Linked DNA regions of Rattus norvegicus: region 1 is linked to region 2. A link is a contact called in public Hi-C data. All regions are on one chromosome and are shown on one strand. The core of a region is the stretch at or near the end of the contact, and the rest is flanking DNA. Distances in the headings are between cores, read along the strand shown.

Evidence for each region. Hi-C and Micro-C count contacts between places; a contact is called where the count stands out from the background.
Region 1: a contact with region 2 is called in a Hi-C map of psoas muscle, with 4 times the contacts expected there. The contact joins the promoter of Sobp here to the enhancer-like site in region 2. A contact is called at or near these places in 1 of 12 Hi-C or Micro-C datasets (psoas muscle) and 1 of 1 datasets of contacts at active chromatin or transcription factors (oligodendrocytes).

The regions. Positions count from the first base shown.
Region 1 is chr20:48,240,417-48,245,546 of GRCr8, forward strand. It overlaps Sobp (sine oculis binding protein homolog), which reads right to left and starts at 3,105. Exons shown (of 7, transcript NM_001412110.1): 1 at 2,530-3,105. The coding sequence starts at 2,625. It overlaps 9030612E09Rikl (RIKEN cDNA 9030612E09 gene like), which reads left to right and starts at 3,272. Exons shown (of 1, transcript NM_001109496.1): 1 at 3,272-5,130. The coding sequence starts at 3,282. The coding sequence ends at 3,725.
Region 2 is chr20:48,049,881-48,055,596 of GRCr8, forward strand. No RefSeq gene overlaps it. Among named protein-coding and RNA genes, the nearest start is that of Scml4, 120 kb to the left of the region's middle. Within about 2 kb of position 1,416, at least 7 of the 93 cell types and tissues checked have an H3K27ac peak or open chromatin away from gene starts, as enhancers often do.

The DNA.
Region 1 (5,130 bases), core at 1,855-4,354, 190 kb after region 2:
TACACTGGTCCAGATGAAGACAAACACAGCCAAGCTGCCCCGGCAGCACTGATATGAACCTGTGCAAGGCTACATTGTGTTCTGAATGACATTTTGTTGCACACATTTTTATACAGGACAACCAACTTATTATGTTACCCTAGACTTCAGTTCAGGAAGCTGATGGGATAATCATACCAGGAGGGGTCAGGAAAGGGGGTTGTTGTTGTGGCTATTAATATTAAACTCAGAAAAAATATTAATGAGCTCAAAATAAGTCTGTGACTTTGAGAAGCGACTTTAAACAAAGATTTTTTTAAGGCATTTTTTTTTAAGAATACCTGTAGACCCACTAGACACCCTGGCATGGTGTACAGGGACATGACTGAAAAATTCTGCCAGACCCTTTCATTTTGTTCCAAACCAGAGAGAAAAATGCCACAATTGAATTACGTGCTGCTAAAGGGGCGAGGGGTGGGGGGAGTTTCTTTTAATGCCACAGAATGAAACAAGGATTGAGGCTTCAAATAGTAGAAGGCAATTTAGAGAAAGAAAAATAACACTTTTTTTTAAAGGAAGTTCTGTGCATCCAGGTTAATCCCATACTCGGTCTTGCAGCATGGGCTGAAAACTGTGTAATTTTTCCCCTTCACACAATGTTGTTTTTGTTTCTTCCTCCCTAGTTCAGACAAACATCTGTTATACTGTAGAAGGACAACTATCTCCCAAACCACGGAGAGCCTGCAGCCAAAGCCAACAGCACCAGCCCCAAGCATTGAGCACAGTCAGCCTTTATATCCAGCCGGGATAACATTTCACATGTTTTGATTAAAATTAGCTAATTTGTAATTCTAGAACCTATGAAACTTAAAAGCTGCCATCCATATAGAGGGCGTTAGGCAGCATCTTAAAGGGCCAGAGCTAGCTGTGGTGGCCTGGTGGCCTTCTCTGGTTGTCTCCCACTCGCCATTTAAAAAACGGACACGGGGAAAGTAATGTTGAAAGGCAAGACAGGAGGGAAAGGCCAGAACTGTAGAGCACACTGGGCCACATGGAGAGAAAACAACTTTCACAGATCTTTCTTTTCTTTTTTTAAAACTGTCTATCATTAGAATCAATGGTGGTTTCTGTTACAGGGAATGGTATTAATTTCCAAGGCAAAGCTTCCTAACTTTCCCAGACGGATACCTCCTGCTTCCAGACACTAAATTCTTCACCACCACCTCCCAAAATAAAAGCCCTACTTCCAAAACGTGAAATACAAGTGAAACTCCCGCGAGAGGGGTAAAGCTACCAACATACACCTAGTTTCACAAACACATAAGATGTGTGTCTGTCTGCCCCTTCTAAATGTGGGCTTCATCTCAGCACCCTCTCACCAAATGTGCTCGCTATAACCAAGAAGATGCCAAAAACCGCAATTAACAGTGAATTAGTCCCATACCATTTTAACCAGTTTGCCTTTCAAATACAAACTTAACCAAAGCTGACCAAGTCACCTGACCCTATTGAAGATTCCATGCAGAAGTGGGGAACACCAAGAAACGTGAAAAAACAAGCCTTATATATATTTAATGTCATAGAAACACATCTATATACGAAAAGAGATTTCTTTTTCAAATCGAGAAACTCGTGAAATGCACACGCAAGATAAAATCCTCGCCCAGGCAAAACACACAACTTTGAGGAAAATAAAGAAGTGGGGGTGAGGAGAAGAGCCCAGGCTGAGCCGTGTTCTTGGGCTTCAACGCGAACAGCTGGAGCGCCAGGAGGCTGCGCTAGCCACCTCTGGAGCACCGCTGGCCTGGCAGGGCGCCCGGCCTCGCAGAGAGGACTCCGGGCTGGCCTTCGCGAACAATGGGCAGGCGGCTGCGGAGGCCGCCCCTCAGACAGCTGGCTTTCAGCCGGGCTTGCCGGGTCTGCTAACTGGAAAGTGAGGCGTGCAGAGGCGAGCGGGAGAGCCGGGGCAGCGGCGGAGAGGAGCGGCCGGGGACAGCGAGGCGAGCCCGCTGGCTGCAGCGTCCTCGACCCGCGCCGCTCCGGCCCAAGCCTCGGGCACTGACAGCTACACGGCCGCAGCTGGCGAGTTGGAGCAAAACGGGATCACCGAGCCTGGGGATGGACCGGGAAGAGGGATGGAATCCAGGTATCCCGGGTGCCCCGGCCCAGCGCCTCTTAACTTTGGAGGGGTCCGGAGATTCATTTCCGAAAAAGGGAGAAAGGCTACACCGACCCTCGGGAAAGCCTCTGTACCAAGCTCACTCGCCACTGGGGTTCAATGCCCTCGCCCGGCAACATCTGTGCGGATCTAGGGTTTGTGAGGTTAAATAGTGTGCCCCCCGCCCCCATCAAATCTGAGGTTGGCAGATTTCGGAGATGCAGCCCGTGAGTTGGCTTCGGCTTTGCACCTGGAGGGGGAGCTGAGGCGTCCCAGGGACCCGGCAGAAACTGACAAGCGCGCCCCTGTCCCCCCCGCAGCCTACACAACAGCCCGAAGGGAGCGGACGGAATAAAGAGCTCGGTCTCCCCGGCCCCCGAGTCCGAAAATACCTTCATCTCCTCGTTGATTTCCCTCTTCACAGGGTGAGCTGGTTTCCGGCTCCTTTTATTTTCCGGAGGTCTCCCTTCTTTCTCCATTTCTGCCATGTTTTTGTGTCTGGTTTCTGTGGAGATGAAATGGCTGCTGCCGCCGCCGGCGGTAGTGGTGGTGGTGGTGGTGGCGGTGGCGGTGGCGGAGGTGGAGGTGGTGCTGATGGTGGCAACGCTGGCGGAGGTAGCGGGGCTGGCGGGTCCGGGGCTGGGAGGGGGTTTGGGGGGGGAGGGAGACGGGCGAGGGAGGAGCGGGGTCTCTTCTAGCGGCGGAGACCGTCAGTGGCCGTCACGGGGAAGGGTAGCCCGGGGAGTCTCGGGGATGCCGCCGCCGCCGCTCCTGCCGTCGCCGCCGCCGCTCCTGCTGCCGCCGCTGCCGGTGCCACCGCCGCCGCTCCCGCTCCCGCCGCCGCCGGGCTGCATCCTCGGGGCCCGAAGGAGTCGTCAGCCATCTTCCTGCGCTCTGTCTGTCCGCATGGGCGAGAGGAGCGCCGGCCACGGCGGAGACAGCTGCTCTGGGCGTGCGTGCGTGGATCTGTGTGTGCGCCCGGGAGAGCGCGCCAGCCCCGGCGCCCTGCGCCTCCCGCGAGCCGAGCCGCGGGCGGAGGGAGGGACTGAGCGGGGAGGGGTCCGAGGGAGGGGAGGCTGGGGGGGGGACAAGGCCAGCCCCCTGCTCGCGAGCGGGCGTGGCTTCCCGGTCGTCGTAGACGCGGATGCTGCGCGGCTCCGGGGGCTGCTGGCGGCCGCCTGTTCCTGGGCGGCGGGCACCGGCCCTTCTCGCAGCCGCCACCTCCTCGCAACGACCCTGCCTGCTCCAGAGCTCCGTGCCGTGGGCTTCGGTGGGCTCGGAGCTGGCTTCTGAGGGTGACCTAGAGGCCGCTGAGGCAAAACGTATCGGGGTGAAGGGTGGAGGTGGAGCGGTGAAAGGGCGCAGGGACCTGAAGGCAGGGCGAGCACTCGGCCCCAGGGTTGCAGCGCCGGGGAGCGGAGGGAAACCTAGACCGGACCCACCGCTCAGGCTCCAGTGTCCTGCTCCGGGGGCCACTGCAGACTACTATGTGGAGGCCGAATGTCCCTTAGCCAGGTCCCCAGCACAGCGCGCCGTCAGACTGTTTGCCAGGAAGCTTTTCGCCTTCCTGAGAAGGACTTCGAAGTAGGACAACTCAGCCTTCGGCTCCCTGATTTTCTTTCTTGCTCTCTCCCTCCCCCCTCTGCCCCAAACGCAGGCTTATGTTCTGTTACAAAGTAGCATCTTTACCGGGTGACCCGGCTTGCACCCTCACCATGCCCTGAGCTTAATGGGAAGGGTTGGGCTTAGTGGGTTCTGCTGTGCGCGCAGGATTCCCTCCCAGGATCCCTCCCTCCAGAAGCCCCACGTCCTCGCCACGCACGGCAGGACCCTCTCCTCTCCGCCGGGTTTTACACTCTTCTACCAGACTCGCATCTGCGGGCTCATCCTCCATGCGCTCACGTGTTTCCTCTTGGGCCGCCTCTGTCCACGCCCTGGACCAAGGTCGGCTTCGCCTGTCCCTCTTTTGGGTTGAGGTTTTGGCGTGAACCGTTTGACGAGGCTCCAGAGACAACACACAGCTCCGAAAAGCTCCTACACACGCTGCAAAGGGACGGCACCTAGATGTTCCCAGCTCAGTTTTGCCACGCCGCTCCACTTTGTAATTACCTGACACAATGTGATATGGGGTTGTCCATTGTTCCCCGGCTTGTTATTACGGAGTGTTCATTATGACAGTGGTGGAATTTAAAATTACACATTTTTAAGTACTTAAAAGATAGAATGAATTCGGTGTGGGGGTATGAGTAAGCTTTTCATTAAAATCTCAGTTCAGCCTATCAAGTGGGATTCATTCTGAGTATTGCCTTGCCTAATTTGCATTTTAGCATTGTTTTGTCTCTTAAGCATCGAATTAAAGATATCTGGGAGCGTACTCTGCAGGGCTGAACAACTCCAAGAGGCCTGCTTTGCATTTTAGCACAATGTGTTTCGTACACACCAAGTGCCAAATATTTGGGAGTGTCCCCTGGAAAACAATTCCTTGCACCTTGTCTTTCCCGTGCTGAGGGTGCGAGGGGAAGCGGTACCCGGCTGCTCCCATTACCTGTCTATCCCAAGCCATCCAGGAGGCCTGTGGGAACTACTAAGAGACAGCCTTTGCCTTTTAGGGGGGTCATAGTAAAAGGCCAGGGGTTCGGGGTAATAAAACCTGTATTCATTACAAGGTTGCAAGGAATTAAGGAAGGGAATAGATGGAAATCGAGGGAACGTGCACCCAACTTGAAAGCCCCAAGTCCTCTGGCCGGGTCTCCAATTTTGCAGTAGACCTTGGAAAACCTCCAGCGACTGGGTAGTTAAGGCTAAGAGAAGCCCAGACTCCTTCCAGATCACTAAGGAGTGCAGTGTATGGTGGGCTGCACTTTAGACAGAGGGCATCTCTGTTATACTGTTGTTGGTAGAGGAAAGGAGGAAGTCCTTGGTGTTCTTAAAAATCACAATTTCACCCAAACAATACAGAGACCACAACTGGTTGGCTCTTTCCATTCTGTCCT
Region 2 (5,716 bases), core at 166-2,665:
CCCCACTTTCCTGGCCTGTTTGCCCTCAGCCCCTGCCTGCACTGGCCCCTTCACGCTCAAGTTCAGAGTAGTCAGGACATTTGGCAGAGGCAATCATCTTAAAGAAGACACTGGCAGGAGCAAGGGAGAGTCTTTCTGCAACTTAATTAAATCACCACGTCCCCACTAATAAGAAGAGAAGTCTCCCCAAGCCAGGAATTTGAAGGTCAGACAGTGACCCTCCCCCGCCACCGCACCCCCCCGCACCCCCCCCCCCCCGCAGGCATTGAGCTACCTCCTGGCCAGCCCACTGCTGACATCTTGTGGTGGAGAAATAGAGTCCTGTGCATTTCCTAGTTCGTATCAAGTCGAGGGCCAAACTCTTAGGAATCGCCAGACACACCCCACACCCCCAACCTCTTCCAGGATCCCCTTACAAAACCTGCAGCTGAATCCACAGGGCTAGGATTGGTGACAGCTGCTGACCCCACCCCAAATTCCTGTGGGCTTTGCTGAATTTCCTCTGGGTTGGAGCTACCCAGCTCCTGCCAAGCCAGGGCAGCAGTCACACGCCCTCTAGGTGGCACCTGCTGTCCAAAGGAGAGGCTCACACATATATAGCCTTCTCCAAAGGATGGTCATCTGAAATAAAGATTTACCCATACATGTCGTCTGAGCTAGACACTTAAAGGTCGGTCTACTTGGGGACACTGCTTCTGCAGTCATAGGATGCGAATGGGCTTGGGAAAGAAGTCAGCACACCCTTCAGGACATAGGTTATGTGGCAAGAGGCCTTCTGTGAATACCATTAAGGTAAATGACACTTTAAAGGCAGAAGTCACCCAGGGACTCGTTTGATGGCAGCAAGGAAAGGGGTGACTGATGTCTGAATACAGAGGGTTCTGCTCAGTTCAGGCGGTGCCTTGCCGTTTTAAAATGTGGCGCGCAAGAATTTCAGCTCAAGGTACCTTTAATATTCCTAGTGGGGATCACCAACATGGCTGTAATTAGTTTAATTAATTAGGCTTGTAAGAGTTCAGGGTGATCTATGGGAAAGCATCATGATCGCTCCCGTTAGAGCCAGGAGTCCAGAAGCACCTTCCCACCCAGCAAACGAACATTCTAGATTTCTTACAGTGTGGTCTGCAAACATACTTGAATCGTGAGCACATGGTTTTATTAAAGGGTGCAGATTATCGTTGGTGGTCTGAGGCACGGTGATGTGTACTTCCACCCGCCAGAACAGTCGCAAAACAAAGTGGCAGAGGGTCTAACTGGAACCTGTTGTGTGGTTCTCCGGTCGGAGATCTTTGCCCTGAGGGAGCCTGAAGCACTGCTTACAATGGACACAAAATAAACGGAAGTGTGGAGAGGGTAGTGAGGATGGAGGAGCCTTGCCCACCTCGTGACCATGCCTTGGTCCCAGGGAAGGCGGAGCCCCGCCCCTACAGCCCAGCCAGCTGTGTAAGAGGAGAAGGCTACTCTGAGGACTAGCCTGCGGTTTTCATTTGATCCAAAAATGGATCCAAAGCTCTGGTAATCTCATCCTGTCCTTCCAAAGAAGCAAGAGGTCAGGTCCTCAGACAGGGAACGCCCAAGGGGTTCCTGGGCACGCACCACAGCAGGCCCACGGGGAGGGATCTGGAAGCCACAGGGCAGGGAGCACTGACAAAAGCTGACCCGGAGTTTTGTGTCAGAAAATTACTTCCTTAATAAAAGACTTTAAAAAAGAAACATTATCTTTCCTTCTTATTTCTGTCTCTTTTTCCTTTCTGTTTTCTTGAAACTGTTTCTTTGCTTCTCCTTTTGTTAGTTAAGAGTTTACTAAGTCCCGTTTTGTGTGCAGCCCCGACTGGCAGCATAGCGAGTTCCAGGACAGCTAGGTCTATGCAGAGAGATCCTGTCTCAAATAAGTAAATTTAATAAATAGCTGGGCAGGGTGGTGTTCTGTGAGTTCGAGGCCAGCCTGGCCTACATATCGAATTCCAGGATAGCCAGAGCTAGATATTAGAGAAACCCTTTCTCAGAAACAAAAACGACAACAATTGAGTAGATACAAAAAGCCAGGTAGGGTGGTGGATGTCTGTGTTCCCAGCACTAGAGAGGCTCGCTCAGTGGTCTCTAAGCTTAAGGTCAGCCTGGTCTATACAGGAAGACTCAAAACAGCCACAGTATGGGGCTGGAGAGATGGCTCAGTGGTTAAGAGTATGGGCTGCTCTTCCAGAGGTTCAATTCCTAGCAACCACATGGTGGCTCACAACCATCTGTAATGGGATCCGACGTCCTCTTCTGGTGTGGGGGACGTTGAACTAGCATACATAAAATAAAAAAAAATTGCAAAAACAACTACAGTCTCAAAACAACAGCAGCAATAGGATTTAAATAATTATAATAAAAAAGGAAAGTAAGGGCCAGCAAGATTGGCTCAGCAGGTCAAGGTACTTTGTCATTCGAACCTGGTGACCGAAGCTCAATCCAAACAAAGGTCAAAGGAGCAAACTGGCTCATCCACGTTGACCTCTGGCTTTTACACGTACACTCTGGCTTGTGTGCGAGCACACATGCACACACATGCACACAAACACCCCCAAATGAAAGGAAAAATAAAAGGAAAGTGATAAACACTACACACATATTATGTTTCAGTTCTTTCCCTACATTGTATTAGCATCCATGGTCTTTTATTATATCTGAATATTACACAATGGCATACCACTGCACAAGAACTAGTAACAAAGCCCAGTGACCTCAGATAGCCTGAAATCCAACATGGCGGATACTCATCATGACTAAAGTGAATTATTAAAGGGAATTTTAATAGGAGTAAAACTTAAAAGTGTACTGTATCTGGACAAGACGGTACAGCTATTCAGAGCATCTGTCGCTCTTCAGGAAGATCCCGGTTTGAATTCTCAGAGCCCTGTGGAGCCTCTCAACCCCAGTCCAGGGTATCTGGTGCCCTCTTCTGGCTGCTCTGGGCACTGCGTGTATGTGGTACACAGACACAGAGCAAGCAAAACTGCCTGTATACATAACACGAAAGGTGCGTCTCACCCATGGTGCTGTATTGTGAGTAGCCCAGATGTTTCAGGAACTATGCTGCCAGCATTTGAAAACCATGGCCTGATTGAGAAGTCACTCGTGTCACTGATGAATGTGTCAAGTTCCAACCTGTGTCTTCAAGGTTTCCTTTTAACTGATACATTAACATTTAAGGAGACATTACTCAACATTTACGTCCCAGCCATACTCAATCACCGTTTTCAGCCAGGCACGGTTCCAAGAGCTCAGCAAAAACCAGCAAGCTGCTTCAGGGAGAGTTGAATGGGCTCTGTGGAATGTATAACAAAGAGTGTCGGTATTTTAATAGTATTTCTAAACACGAGTGATATACATCCGGTAAAATGGCAGCCTTTATATAATACGTTTATGTAAACATGTCTATGTATTTGACCATACAGAGGGCCAGTTGAACGTTTCCTTTTATCTATTAACATTTAACATTATGTTATCTGACATTACGTCAGAACCACACTTTTCACCAGGCACTGTTTGCCAGGCACCACCCGACCTCCTGCACCCCTACATTCACTGAATACAGCTCATACCCAGCAAAGCAGCAACTACTGTAGTTGTTTACATTGCCGAGAGGGGTGGGCGAAAGGAGTAAAGTATAGAGGGCACATGTCCACCCGCATTCTCCTCTGGACTCTGTCAGCCACATTGTATCTGTTGCTGCTGCTAACGGTTGCTACCTAGTGTCAACTTGGAGGGTGCTGGATGGTGGGAACAATCCAGCAAGGCCTTTCTGACCCTCAGATATCATCATGTATGCACATAAGTAAGGATGCACCGCAAGAGGATGCCACAACGAGAACACACCTGTCTGGGGATGTTGTGCCAACATAGGGGTTTGCAATGTCATCTATGAGACCAAAGGTGGGTCTGAAACGTTGGTGACTATGGAGGCTACTCGGCATGTAGGCAGCCAGCGGGGGAGGGAGAAGCCTCCCTAGAATGTCTTCCTAGCTCTGTCACTTTGAGATGACATAACATCATCCTGCCTGTTGCCATGGCACTGAGTAAGACGTCATAGCTATGCTCCTTACTACTATTGCCCTGGTGTCCCCAGCTCATGGTCCCTCCTCTGCATCCGGGCTGTCCTACACCATGAAGAGGCTCAAGCTCTGAATTCTCCCAGGCGGCAGGACACAGCTCTCCCCACTGGCTTCATGACCTAAGCGGAGGCTGCAGCGGGAGCTGACTGACCCATAATAGACATCACTTCAGAGCAGAGTCTCCTCAGTGTTGGGTAGGAAATGGTTAATCAGGGAGGGCTCTGGGCTTGGACAGCCGATTAATTACACTGCACAGGAAACACAGGGCTCGACTCTGCTCAATGGGGAAATCCATTTTCAATTTTGACCTCAATACGGAAGTTAGTCTTCCTGACAAAGAAGCTAATAGCTTCCCTACCCTCACAGCACTGCAGAACCCGAAGAGCCATGGGCAGAGAGTGGCCTGGGACAGTGCAGGGATCCTGATGGGCTGTGGAACAGGACCAGTGGACTCAGAGGACAGCAGAGACGGGGAGAGACCAAGCCATGCCTGGCAGCACAGGCTGCTTATGGAAGCCATCTGGGAAGCCGAGGTGGGAAGGTGGTAGGTTCAAAGCTTGCCTGAGGCTAGCCTGGACCATGTAGCAAAACTGTACCACAAAAATAAAGTAGCTCAAATTAAGAGAAGGCAGGGACACAAACCAGAGCTAGAGCATTTGTCTGCTGTGCACAATCTCTGGTCTCAGGACAACAACAGCCTTGGAGGGTTCAGACACACCAGCCCAAACCATGAGCAGTGCCACCAGCAAGGAGCACAGGGACAGAAGGTGCCCTGGAATAGTCCAGTGGGCATTTCTTTCCCATTAGAGTCTGTATTTTTATTTTGAGATGTGATTCTTTTAAAGCCATATGCATGAAGTCTTTTAATTCAATTTTTTTTGTAGAGTTCCAAATTGAAAAGCCCCACTAGAAATGGTTGCAGATTGATAACTGGCCCAGAAAGACCCCGAAATCAGTATGGTTAAACTTGGAATCCGATGCCTACGGTCAGCAGTCCCTCCCCTTCCTATGTAATAGAGTGAGATCTTCGAAGTCTGTTTCCTCCTAAGTGTGAGAAACACACATTCACGTGTTCTTTTCTGAACCAACCAGGAAATAGGAAGCCCCGAGACAGTCACATCTAAGAGCACCCGTGCAGCGAGTAGGTTACAACGGTGACAGAGAGCTGAAGATGGAATGGTGACCCCAAGGGTATGAGGCCATCGGCAAGAGCTGCCACTCTTAAGGAGTTACCATGGAGACTCGGAGGAAAGAAGTTGTTGCTAGGAGGGCGTCTGAAGCAGAGACAAAGAGAGAGATGCTTTCCCCAAGCCTCTCATTGGTCGAGCTCAAGTCACCTGGTCACACAGCGGGGAAAGATGGACAACAGAGCTGAGGGCTCACAGCTCCAGTCATTATGCTCTTGATTGATCCCAGAAGTAACCTCATGGATAGTTAGCAGAATCTGTCTATCCCTGATGGAGACATAGTCTTGAAGACGTGACAGACCTCCAGAGCCAATGGCACACAGCGGTAAATGGTGGAGCAGGGACACGAGAACTTAGTTTTTCCATCTGTCCACATCGGTCTGTCCGTTCTCCTGTCTTGGCCTCGCCATGATGTAGAAGCCTGGGACATCT